2 separate regions of the Danio rerio genome follow, and region 2 is linked to region 1. The links are chromatin contacts, called in public HiChIP or PLAC-seq maps. All regions are on one chromosome and are shown on one strand. Each heading gives the region's core, a stretch centred on a gene start, on an enhancer-like site or on the middle of the called end of the contact. The rest is flanking DNA. Distances are from core to core; before and after follow the strand shown.

Region 1 (6,254 bases), core at 2,955-5,454:
ATACAATATTTGTACATTAGATTAGTCAGTACTAAAGCCAAATCTAGAGCTTATCTAACAAAATAACTTACAATAATAGTTCAAAAATTAGTAGCCCAAATTTATAATTATATTAAATAATTTTTTCAAAAATCACGAGAAACAAAAAATATACAATTTAGTTTAAATGTGTAGGTTGTAATTTTCTTTGCTATATTTTGCATGAATTTAATTGTATTACTTTCCATTTCTAAAGATGTTCTGTGACTAAAATATTATTTTAATAAATATTTCTGTTTTGTTTAAATGCACCAATATATATTACCCATATTCACTGAGAAATATATAAAAATAATTATTTTCAAAACGGGGTGTACTCAGTTATGCTAAGCATTGTGTGAGTGTGTACGTGACATACAAACATAGGTGAAAGGAAAATCATGTCATTTCTTACTACCTGGTTTTACATTTCACAAATAGATGGGCGTTGGCATGGGAACCTGCCCCTGGCTGCTACCTGAATGAGGGCGCAGGGCCTCTGCGAACAGCGCAGTCAAAGGAGTGACCCAGCAGGCTGCACATTTTTACCTACAGCCGTATCCATGACAACAGCCTCATGCCCACAACCATTGAACACTTGATTGACAGATGTCCAAATGTCAACCACTCCCTCTCAGGTAAACCTCCAGGCGTTTTGCATTTCCATTTTGTTATAACTGTTATCCTTTCCTTTACTTGCGCACACTGTTTTTATTTATTTTTCTTCTTTAGCCCGACAGGGTCACAGGTCATGCACACAGTTTTTTTTTTTGACGTGAGTGTTTGTATGTGCTTTTACTTTCTTTTTAAATTGACATGGGCTCTGACTGCCAGCTCGCTGCTTTACTTAGCGGGTGTATTTTTGTATGTGATGCGCATTAGCAGAGACAGATCCGCTATACAGAGCTGGGCCATCTTTCATAGCGAGAGAGACTGTATTAATCCATCTTCTCGGCCTAAAAGAAGCACTGTACTTAAAGTAGCACAGTCTCTTCCATATTAGAGCGTCAAAGTGGAGATTCAATCACAGTAATGGTCAGCGTCTCACGGCGCTTCTCCATCGATCCAGGGGACAGTGTATTGGCTCCATTAGTGAAAAGGAAATTGAGTGCTATTTTCTAGTCGTCACAATCTATTTGTCATTCAGAATTGAGACATGCGGGTCTATGGTTTGAATATGAATGTCAGAGCAGGTCTGATGCGTGTGTGTGTGTGTGTGTGTGTGTGTGTGTGTGCTTTTATAAGAATATATGGAGCAGATGTATATGAATATGTTTATATTATAGAAGCCTACAGTGCATATTCTTTTGTAAGGTTAGAGAGATTTTCCCTGTAGGGTAGCCTATGTATTTAAATTTGTGTATATGCAATGTGCATGCACACATTTATACACAGACACACAAATATAGATACATAAATAACCTTGAGTGTCCATTATATTATACATGCACACACAACATTTATTAACCTGTTCAAATTAATAGACTCTTAATTTTTAGTAATGTATTTGCATATAATAATAATAATAATACTTAATAACAATACATAATATTAGTAATATTAACAATTATTATTATTATTAATAAAAACAATATCAATAATAATAAAAAAAATAATAATTATCGTTATTAATTATAAAAAATAATAATACATTTTTCTATTTTTATTATTCATTCATTCATTCATTCACTTATTCATTTTCTTTTGGACTTTATATAAAGTCCCTTTATTAAGCAGAGGTCGCCACAGTGGAATGAACTGTCAACTTACCCAGTATATGTTTTATGCAGTGAATGCTCTTCTATCAGCAACCGATCACTGGGAAAATTATAATTAATAATACTAATAGTCATTATTATCAATAATAATAATATACATAATCATGATAACAGCATTATTAGTTTAATAATTATTTATATTATTAGTTAAATTATTATATGAAATTATAATTAAATTAATTGAATGTCAAAAAATCAAATAAATGCAGTAGAATTTAACTGAATATAGTTCCGTTTCATTTGAAAAGTATGTTCGGATACTTTTTATACACTACAAAGACCAAAAAATCCAATTATAATTATAAATAAATATGTGTGTTTCATATACTATAATACAGTATATCCTTTTCAAACTAGTAAGCTCTTTATTAAAATCTTTCCCTTATCTTTCCTCTTATAATTATAGTAGCAACAATAATAGTCATTTGAATATCAAAATAAAATATATAAAATTAGTTTTTAACGTACCATATTTACAATATAACAAGTCATAATTATTAGCCCTCCTTTAATAAAAACAAACAAAAAAAAAACAATATTTCCCAAATAATGTTTAACAGATTCAGGAAATTTTCACAGTATGTCTGATAATATTTTTTCTTCTGGAGAAAGTCTTATTTGTTTTACTTTGGCTAGAATAAAAGCAGATTTTAATTTAAAAAAATTGTTTTTGTCAAAATTATTAGCGCCTTTAAGCCAACATTTTTTTCGATAGTCTACAGAACAAACCATCGTTATACAATAGCGGGTAACTAATTACCCTTACCTGCCTAGTTAACATGATTAACCTAGTTAAGGCTTCAAATGTCATTTTAAGCTGTATAGAGGTGTCTTGAAAAATAACTAGTAAAATATTATTTACTGTCATCATGACAAAGATAAAATAAATAATTTATCAGAAATGAGATATGTGTTTAGAAATGTGTTGAAAAAATCTTCTCACCGTTAAACAGAGGGGGGCTAATAAAAAATGGGGCTAATAATTCTGACTTCAACCGTATATATAAGTTCATGTGTGTTTTTTGTGTGTTTACAGTAGGGCTGCACAATATATCGTTGTAGCATCGATATCGCAATGTGTGAATGTGCATTATTCACATTGCAGGATCTGTAATGTGGAGTCAGGATTATAGTTCAGTTCAATTCATCTTTATTTCTATAGCGCTTTTACAATGTAGATTGTGTCAAAGCAGCTTAACATAGAAGTTCTAGTAGATTGAAACTCCAGTTTTCACTTAGTTCAGTTCAGTGTGGTTTAATTTTCACTGCTGAAAGCCCAAACACTGAAGAGCAAATCCATAGTTGGCCAGGTACAATTGTGGAGTCATTTCAGTTTAACCATAAACTCTAGAAAGTTTGTTTTAAGGCCTGTGACCGTAAGCATTGTAAGCATTTTAAATGAACTTAAAGCATTTGGTCACAAGGAATTATTGCCTTTTGTAAAAAATTTTTTGTATTTAATAATGTATATAATGAAGACATATACAACTATACAACTTTATTGTTCGTTTGATTATTTTATATCTGTACCTAAAAACATGTTAGACTCAATTATACCATTGCTTTACTGTATATGCTTAGGCTGGTTATTAGTCTAATATATTTTTTGAAGCTGCACTCCTTTACTAAATCTTCCCATTCATTCATTCATTCATTCATTTTCTTTTCAGCTTAGTTCCTTCGTTAATCAGGGGTCGCCACAGTGGAATGAACCGCCAACTTATTCAGCATGTTTTCCACAGCGGATGCCCTTCCAGCTGCAAAACATCACTGGGAAAATCTTCCCATTCAATAAAAATGTATTAAATATTTCAAAATAAAGCTATTCAAGCTAGTTGGTGAAATATCTCTATAAACTACAGGAAATAAAAATATTGCAATGTACGTTTTTTTTTTCCCAATATCTTGCAGCCCTAGTTTACAGTATATTGTATGACACACACACACTTGTAATACTCTGTAAATGAATTAGGTCACATTTTTCTCTATCAGTTACGCAATGTTCCTCGATTGTGTTTTAAAGCATATTAAGCCTGATTAAATTCAGGACAGGTTATTTGTTTTTTTTAATAAAGGCACAGGGAGCACATTGCGTGCGCAAAGCCCTTTTGTTGTGAATCATTACGAGCTCTGTAAATTCTCTTATCTCCAGCCCTGATAACCCATTCACAATCTGGCCATAAAGAATTTGATAGGCTAATTGAATAGGGCTTCGATGCACACTTTTGTAATGGAGCATTATAAATCTGCGAGCAAGGTGACAGGGCTACAAAAGGGAGCGCTTTAGGGCGAGACTCCCTCCCTTTCACCCGCTGACTTTACAATAAGTTTTGCAGCTCTGAATGTTGGGCTGTAAAAGAGTGCTCTCTGCTTGAATCGATTGCCCCCACCTAACAAGTCGTCCGTCCTCCACTGCGGAGAGAGAGAGCAAGCGAGCGATGGATTTGTTGAGGGCAGTGATACAGAGGCCTGCCTGCTATCTTGATCCTTCTTGTGCCGCAGGGCCGTATGGACCATTAACCCTCACAGTTTTATCTAGCGCTAGTGATTAGCGCCAAGACCTCGCCAAGGCCTATTGACAGCGTGTGTACGTAAGGGAGATGATGTACGACTATTACCTCGCTCACATTTATCTCCTTTTGTCTGTCTTTTTGTATTTAGGGGGAGAATTAGTGGAGGTCTGCTGACTTTCTGATGGGATGTTGATAGCATTATTTGCCAGTTTGGGGGAATCGCTTGCCTAATTTGTCTCTTGTGCTATTGGATGAGGTGCAGTGGCTTTTTCATTGGGGCTGCAGCACAATGGGTTGCTGCATTATCTGTTTTAAGCGCATATTTCATATTGACTTGTTTTGTGATTTTATGTTTTTTTACTAGCAAGTTCTTACTATATACATACATTATATATATATATATATATATATATATATATATATATATATATATATATATATATATATATATATATATATAATTGTTTTTAATATTCTCAGTATAGATGTATATTTGTCTTCTATTTTGGCTACAAAAAGAAGCTGTGAGATATTTACATTGCAGATTCACTGGAGATATGTTCTAGGGCTGCATGATTTTGAATAAATCTGACATGGGAATGGGATGATCAAGTTTTTTTTATTTAGCGAATCTCCATAAAATTCAATAAATTAAAAATCTGATAGATGAGCAAATCCAGCGTTATTGATGTGGAATTTCCAGTAAAATCTCAAAATATAAATTCACAGAGAAAGTGTATGTTAACATTATATTGAAACATCTGTTTATATTTTACAAAAAAACTAACTACAGAGTTAAGGGAGCAGAACCATACTATTCTGAAGCTTTTCACATTTTGAACTAGGAAAATGGACATGCGTTATGGATGTGACGAAACAAGTTTGTGAGTTTACAGTGTACAACATAATTTGTAGAAATTCTGTGAATTAAACTGCACTATTCAATAGAAACTATGCTAATCTAAACATATACAATGCTAATCTAAATGATAAGAGTTGGCTCTCTATAGAACCAAAATTATTGATTTTATTTAACATATTTTTGCATTTATCAGGAAAAAGCTTGCTTATGGATGTGACGGATGTGGAATTGGCACTTGTGTGATATAATAGTTTGAAAACATTAACAGAGACATTTTTGAGTAATTTTAAAGCACTGTAAAATACTTGCTTATACAAAAACAAATGCAGAAACGGTTTTGATATTTTGTCGAAAACTTTTTTTCATGGCAAGGTTGACATTTGCATGGAATTACTCAGATCAAAAATAAAAGTTAAATAAACAATGCTTTATGATTTTCTGGAGAGTCTACAATATTCAAGTACAGAAATTAAACTGTCAAATTTATAATAACATGGTCATCATTGTATTAATAGCTTGAAAATTTTTTTTTTTTTTTGTAAAAAAATATTTTATAAATGATATAAATCAGCAATTGACATCACATTGCAATATCGATGCCATAACGGTATATTGTTCAGCCCTAATATGTTGACATATCTAAGCCATGTTGTTACATGATGTGGGTTTTTTGCGAAGAGGCTGGTTTTTTGATCAATTTAAACATTATTGTATAAACATTATCGATATTGTAAAACAATGCAATTTATACAATAAATAGAATTTAACTTGACTTAATAATGTTAAATTTTTGAGGATGACAATCATGTTTAAAAACAAAACAAACTCAATTGTATTATATAAATGCATATCTGAATACATAAAATAATTAGTGATCATACTAAGTTTGATGCCATTTTTATGGATTAAAAACATCTTGTTGGAAAAAAAATCATTTGAAGGAGAATGGCAAATGATAACATTTTAAATGAGAATTAATTAGTATTTTTCGTCTTTTAAAATGACAATAATATACATCTTTTATGATGTTTTAAAAAATTGGTATATACTTTTATACATACATAAGCATGTTTGTATCTGTGT
Region 2 (6,437 bases), core at 1,223-3,722, 220 kb after region 1:
TTGCTATTGAAAGATCTCGGAGTGGCGTCAGCAGAACGTGATTAAAATTCAAAAGTGAAACCCCTGCGCGCTGCGTCAAGCGTAGGGTGTTTGATTGACCGCTCGAGGGCGCTGTGAGATACAGACAGGGCTGGCGCTGTCACTGTGTGACCCCGGCTGAGAGAAGGAGGAGGAGGAGGGTCTTACGCCGAAAACAAGCAGAAAATCTGGCGGAGGCGACAGTGAGCAAGCGGCTAGCAATGAAGAGATACGAGTGAATGGTGAAAGGACTGAATCGTGCAGTCGCGGGAGCATGTTGATATGGACAGAGCCCAGCATGCACGAAGCCTCTGTTTGTAATCCTTCAAAACTGACGCAAAAGGGGTGGATGCAACCCAAGAGCGGAAACAAAGGCGCTTTGGTTTGAACAAAAATACATCTGTAAAGAAGGGGGATAATTGGTGAGCAACGATTTCAGTTTTCATGGGCTTGGGGTTCAAAGGAAAGCGCACATCACTCGCCGAGTGACGCTACAGTTGTGTTGTTCTGGACTGAACTGATCGATCCGGTGTGTGTGTGTGTGTGTGCGGCTGTTGCACTTCTGCAACACTGTTCAAATGTGGACGACAAACCAGTTTATAATGCACGAAATGTCATTTGAGTCGTTAGTTTTTCATGTTTGCTGTCACTATCAACTGTCCCACTAACTTACCGTCTGAATGTCGATTCCCAAATTTGCTGCACAGAATTTCCTTGTATAGACGAGACAGTCCAGTGGGGCTTCACATGGCCAGGCATGCCCCATGTGATGGCCGATGTTAAACTAAAGCCAAATGTTACTGATACTGAATACAAAGTAAATCGTGTCTAAAATCTAGGGCAATAATAAACTAGTAAAATAAGCCAGTGTTATAGTTATGATGCGTGCTATATTGTTGTGTGTTGACAGCAAAGTAAACGTGTGTTATTCCTTATGTCAACTTCTTTAAAGCCTCCAGTGCACATGCCAGTAGTAAAAATACCTAAACCAGCCTAAACTCGTTTAGTTTGTATGAGTTTTGAGCACTTTTTAGCTGGTCAGGCAATAAGGCCAGCTGTGCACATGGTCGACTTTGCTTTAAAAGCAGGTCTGGACATTTTAAGGTATTGATGACTGAAATATGCTTGTGTATTAGTAGCATCAGATACTCTAAATAAGAAAGCTTTACACACTTTAAAGATTTGTGAACTATAATATATAGTGCTCAGCATAATTGAGTACATCACATCTTGAAAGTGAATATTTGAATCCATTGTATCTGTATCCATTTCTCAGTGAGTTTTGGTGCATTTAAACAAAACAGATTTATCAAACAGATATATTTATCAAAGTAATATTTTAGTTACCAAACATATTTAGAAATTCAAAGATAATAAAATTAAATTCATGCAAAATATTGCAAAAAAAAATTACAACCTACAAAATTTTAACAAAATATTTTCAATTTTTTTTGCTTCTCTTGATTTTTCCTCTTTTAAAATTTGTATTCATTATTTTTCTCTAACATATAAAATTGGGTGTACTCGTTTCTGGTCCGTTATCATAAGTTATATTGTTAGATAAACTCCAGATTTAGCTTCAGTACTGACTAATCTAATATATATGCACAAATATAATATTGTATAGCTTCCTATTAAACATCTGAATTTAAAAGATATTAGGTGTACTTATAAATGCTTAGCACTGTAACTATTTGATTTATTACTTATGTACATTCTGTATATTTGTGTTATGTTTATACCCCCTGGCATGTATGTCTTTGTACTTGTAAAATGTTATATGCTGTCCTTTTAAAGAAACAAAAGGAAGCAGATTTTTTCGTTTTATTTTACGATATTTGTCATTGTTTACAGTAATGGCTGTTATATTCCGATATATCTTTAGATTTTTAGTTTATTAAATGTAATCAGTTGCAATCTGCAAAAATGCATTGCACAGCAAAGTAATAAAGTGGATATGCTATTGCACATTTATTGTGCTAGACAGTAAGTGTTTTCAGTTTGATTGTCTGAGGTGCCACTGTGTCTGTAAATAGCATAAAAAACAAATAAAATAAAAGTGGCTGGGAGACATCCATTATCGTTCAATTCCTCATTCTATAGTTGTGTTTTATTTTGTTAACTCTAAAATACTACACTTTATTAAAATAATTGCAGCAAAGTATTGTGACTATAATAAAGCATGGAAATATTATCTAAACATTAAAGGTTTGAAACCGTGTGCATTGTGAATAGTGCTATATTATAAGCAAAAGAGACACAACTTATTCTTTATTCAGGGTTTCAGATGTATTATTTCTTATTAAGAGTCACTCATCTGCATACTAATAAATGAGTGCAAAGAGGAGAACAGATGTGCGTGCTTGTTTTTTGTTTTCCGTGTCTATTTTCAGCCACTCACGCTTTCAGTTTTGGGCTCATTCTTTTGAATTGTTGTCTTTTAGGTCCCTCAGTATGAGTCGAGATGGATGGAGGAAGAAAGCCAGTGAAAATGATGGGTGGGGAGGACAGGTAAGAGTTTAGTTATTTACGCAGAAATGTGTTTATTGAGAGCAGGAAAGGCTCAACAGCTGTTTTATCTCAGAGCTGAATCGTCTTCGTATATATCCCGTGTTGTCTTTGCTATCTGTCTTTGTAAAAACTGAACATTATGTAAATAATAGAACTTATCCATAGATTTCCTTTTAACTATTAATTGCCTTTCTGCTGTTTGTACATCACCCATCATGCTTTGTGTGTGTGTTGCTGCTGAAGTCTAGACAGATTTTCATTTGTATTACACCAGTGAGTAATCTCAATTTTCTTCACTGCTGACCAGCACCTCTGCTCAGTCGCCACAGTCCAGACCCAGCTAGAGATTTGACAAGCTTCGGCATCTTCATGTTCTTCAGGCATTAGCAGAACCACACTAATATAAACAACTCCACAAGCTTCTGTCTTCACTAATAAAATAACAATCTTAGTTCTAACCAGTAGAACTGTTTTACCGCACAATTTGAGACCAGAAATGTGTGATTTTTAAGTAAATGTACTATGTATTTTACTGTGTAAGTGTGATTAAACACAGAAATAGGCTTCTGACAATATAATTTTTTGTTGCAATTAATTGCTGAAGGTTTTATGATGATGTATAGTATTATTGACCTAAGCTGCAAAAATATATTATAACCAAAATATTTGATTGCTTTATTGTCTATATACATGTTCAGAATAAATGAATGTTTTAAGCCAATTAAATTGTAAATGGAAGATAGGTACAATAGGTAATACTTTACAAAAAAGTACCATTAGTAAATGTTAATCAATGCATTAAAATCTACTGTAAAAATGCATTTTATATATTAAAGTTAATTTAGAAAAATATAGCTGAAATTTATTAGCTGTTATCGCACTGCTGTCTGGAATGCTTGATTTTGATTGGCCAATCTCAACATTCTGAGCTGAGGTAAAAAATCACTGAAACTAATAATACAGGCTCATCCATGTATTTGAATCATCCTGACTGTCAGTTAATACGATTGCTTCTGAATCATTTGCATGTCTGTCTCTGCTATTGTTTTTGATGGTTTGGCAGCATTTTGTGAGTTAATAGTACATACTAGGTCAGTGTATGCACCTTTCAGCTGGTTTTGTTTCTATCAGCTTCATCTTTATTAATTTATTATGGCTCAGAAAATGTTTAATGTCTAATTTTGACATTTATGGCAATAGGCATTTAAAAAGCAGGATAAACTACATTCATTTAGTTGTTTTAGCAGCCCAAAAAAGCCATACGCTTGCTCATTCATCCAATCATACGCTATGGCCAATCATATCTACCTATACTATACCGCATGTCTTTGGATTGTGGGGGAAATGAGAGTGTGCAAACTCCAGCTGGGACTTGAACCAGGCATCTTCTTAATATGAGTTGAAAGTGAGCCACCTTGCAGCCCTAGTTAATAACTCCATTTAATAAAAAGATGACTACATTTGATTTTAATGCATTATTAGGTGTTCGCTAATAAGTTAATGTCCCTTTAAGGCAAGTCATTTCACTTAGCGGCCTTGTTTGAAACGCCTCTTGGGCTGTATTTTCGAGCATTCCATCTGAATGGAGAAACATCAAATTTTTCAAAATTGTTTGCCAAGCTTATAATTATATTACATATTTGGAGTCAACAGTAAAATTAAACAACAGTTGTTTCATAAGTTTCGTTTCTAAACGTCTGAATTAAACAAAATCTGCATATTTTCAAGTTGCCAGAGCTAGTGCGCATGCAAACTCGAAAGGAATGAGATCACAACACCAACCTCATTTACGGCAGTGTTACACATCACACAGTGTTGTCCTCTGGATAATGATCATGTAGTCGCACTGGTCATCTGAAATAATCCACAGCTTGGTCTTGATAGCAAATCTTCTCCAGTAGTGAAATCGATTCTATGTTTACACTTTGAGTAATTGCTGTCTCATGATGTGTGTTTGACAGGACTGACTGTACTTCACATTCGTTTATACTGGAGACACGTCAGTCTATAGAGATTTGATGATTAGCTCCTGTACTAGTAGGCGGGGCTTCATTCGCCATATTGACTGTAACACTTTTCTCCATTCAAAACTATACGAGTGACGCATCTTGTGTATTCTATAGTCTTTGCCTAAGGTTAATCAATGCTTTTATATCATTACATTGACTGTAGTTAGGTTAGCTGACGTTGAATGGAAGCTGATCATAAATTGTCTATTAAGGCTTGAAGCGTTTGGTGCTGTGATGTACACTGCAGTGCAGATACAACAATATAAATATCCTTTAATGGTAATCTGAAAGTTGAAATTCTAAATAATTATTTACATTATTTTAAAAACCCACAGCATCAATATATTGTGCACGTTCATGATCACAGTGTATGGCATTATTGGACATCAGCATATGTCTACGCAAAACCTTTATTTGCTTTAGGTTGTGTGTGTGTGTGTGTGTGTGTGTGTGTTGATCTCTCAGAGTGTTGTCTCTCAGGTGTGTTGTTGTTGTGTGTGTGTGTGTGTGTGTGTGTGTGTGTGTGTGTGTGTGTGTGTGTGTGTTGATCTCTCTGATTGATATAAATTAGGTTCAGGGATGCCTCCAGCAAGTGAGTGTTTTCAGGAGTATTTTTCAGTGTGTGTGAGAGTCTGTTTATTGGTTCAAGCTCAACTCTTGAATCCCAGCGTTCCCTCCGTTGCCATGGAGACAGAGAGTCGCCGTGCCAGCAGGGCAGACTTGCACCTCCAGTCTCATTGAATGTCTGAGGCGTAATCAAACGCTTGTCAGCCAGACGCTGCACATTTTCCTTTGTGTGTGTGCCTGTATTGCAGTCTGTTCATTTCCAGAGGTTAGAATTGTGTGGGTTTTTTTTCTATTAAGGTGTGTGCGTGTGTGTGTGGTCAGCTTGTGCTGTATGCTTTGTCTTAGCTCTTGAGCTTGCAAGCCTGTGTTGACGTGAATAGGCTTTGAAATAAAAATCTTGTTTGTTGAATTTTTACTCAGGGAGGTTACATGGCTGCAAAAGTCTCTAAGCTTGAGGAGCAGTTTCAGAAGGATGCCCCGAGAGAGCAGAAGAAAGATGGAAAGTCCTCCTGCATCTTCAGCGGTGTGGCCATCTATGTCAATGGATACACAGGTCAGACTCTCCCAGCATCCCCTCTGCAATGTGCTGTGGAAATAAACTTTCTTACTCCAATGAAATCCCTTGTACTGCATTGTGCATGTTCAGCATCACCATAATCATCGTCATTACTATTATTATGGCAGTATCTGGATGATTTGTTGCACCTGACTATAGATATTGCGTCAAGTCTAAGAGAGTAAATATATAAAAGGATTTTTGTACATATTTCACTTTTACAATTTTATTCAGGGGTTATTTTGTACACTATTTTTTTAAACTTGTATTTTAGGGTGTGTCCAGGTTTATTTTGAACAAACCTATAAATGCTTGAATGCAGTCATCTAAACCTTGGTGTACACCAAACAAGTGGACAAAAAGCCCTGAGAAGACTGGTTTTGGCCTTCTTTTAAATGAATTCTATTGTGGCTTGTCTGAAATATGGACAATAGATGTGATGTCACAAAATGTGACCAAAGAAATGGACATAATGCTCAAGCATAACGGATTATTCTCTTTATAGTCACAAAATGTCCCAGTACAGTTCAATAAAGGTGTCAGAAACGCTTCTCCTTGCAGCAGATTATCATTTGTGTGTGTGACACAGGGGCTTCCTGGTCAAGCACACAGCATTGTTTGGGATGTTCCGTAAGTTATTCTGCACAATACATGTCATAAAAACTTGTAGTTAGTGTTTTTATCTTAAAAATGAGAGTGTGAACACCCAGCAAATTAAATGTATAGTTTTTTTTTTTCAATTTTTTTAGGTACCGACCTACAGAACATAAATAAAT

Evidence for each region. HiChIP or PLAC-seq counts read pairs in DNA pulled down with a chosen protein or histone mark.
Region 2: a contact with region 1 is called in an H3K4me3 HiChIP or PLAC-seq map of embryo, with 5 times the contacts expected there. The contact joins the promoter of rev1 here to the enhancer-like site in region 1. A contact is called at or near these places in 10 of 18 Hi-C or Micro-C datasets (caudal fin, embryo, fibroblasts and 3 more) and 3 of 4 datasets of contacts at active chromatin or transcription factors (caudal fin, embryo and gastrula embryo).

Annotation. Positions count from the first base shown.
Region 1 is chr9:23,189,572-23,195,825 of GRCz12tu, forward strand. It overlaps a transcript of rev1 not described here. Among named protein-coding and RNA genes, the nearest start is that of arhgef7a, 41 kb to the left of the region's middle. Within about 2 kb of position 4,205, at least 3 of the 62 cell types and tissues checked have an H3K27ac peak or open chromatin away from gene starts, as enhancers often do.
Region 2 is chr9:23,409,375-23,415,811 of GRCz12tu, forward strand. rev1 (REV1 DNA directed polymerase) reads left to right here and starts at 2,473. Exons shown (of 21, transcript NM_001123300.1): 1 at 2,473-2,529; 2 at 5,526-5,658. The coding sequence starts at 2,473.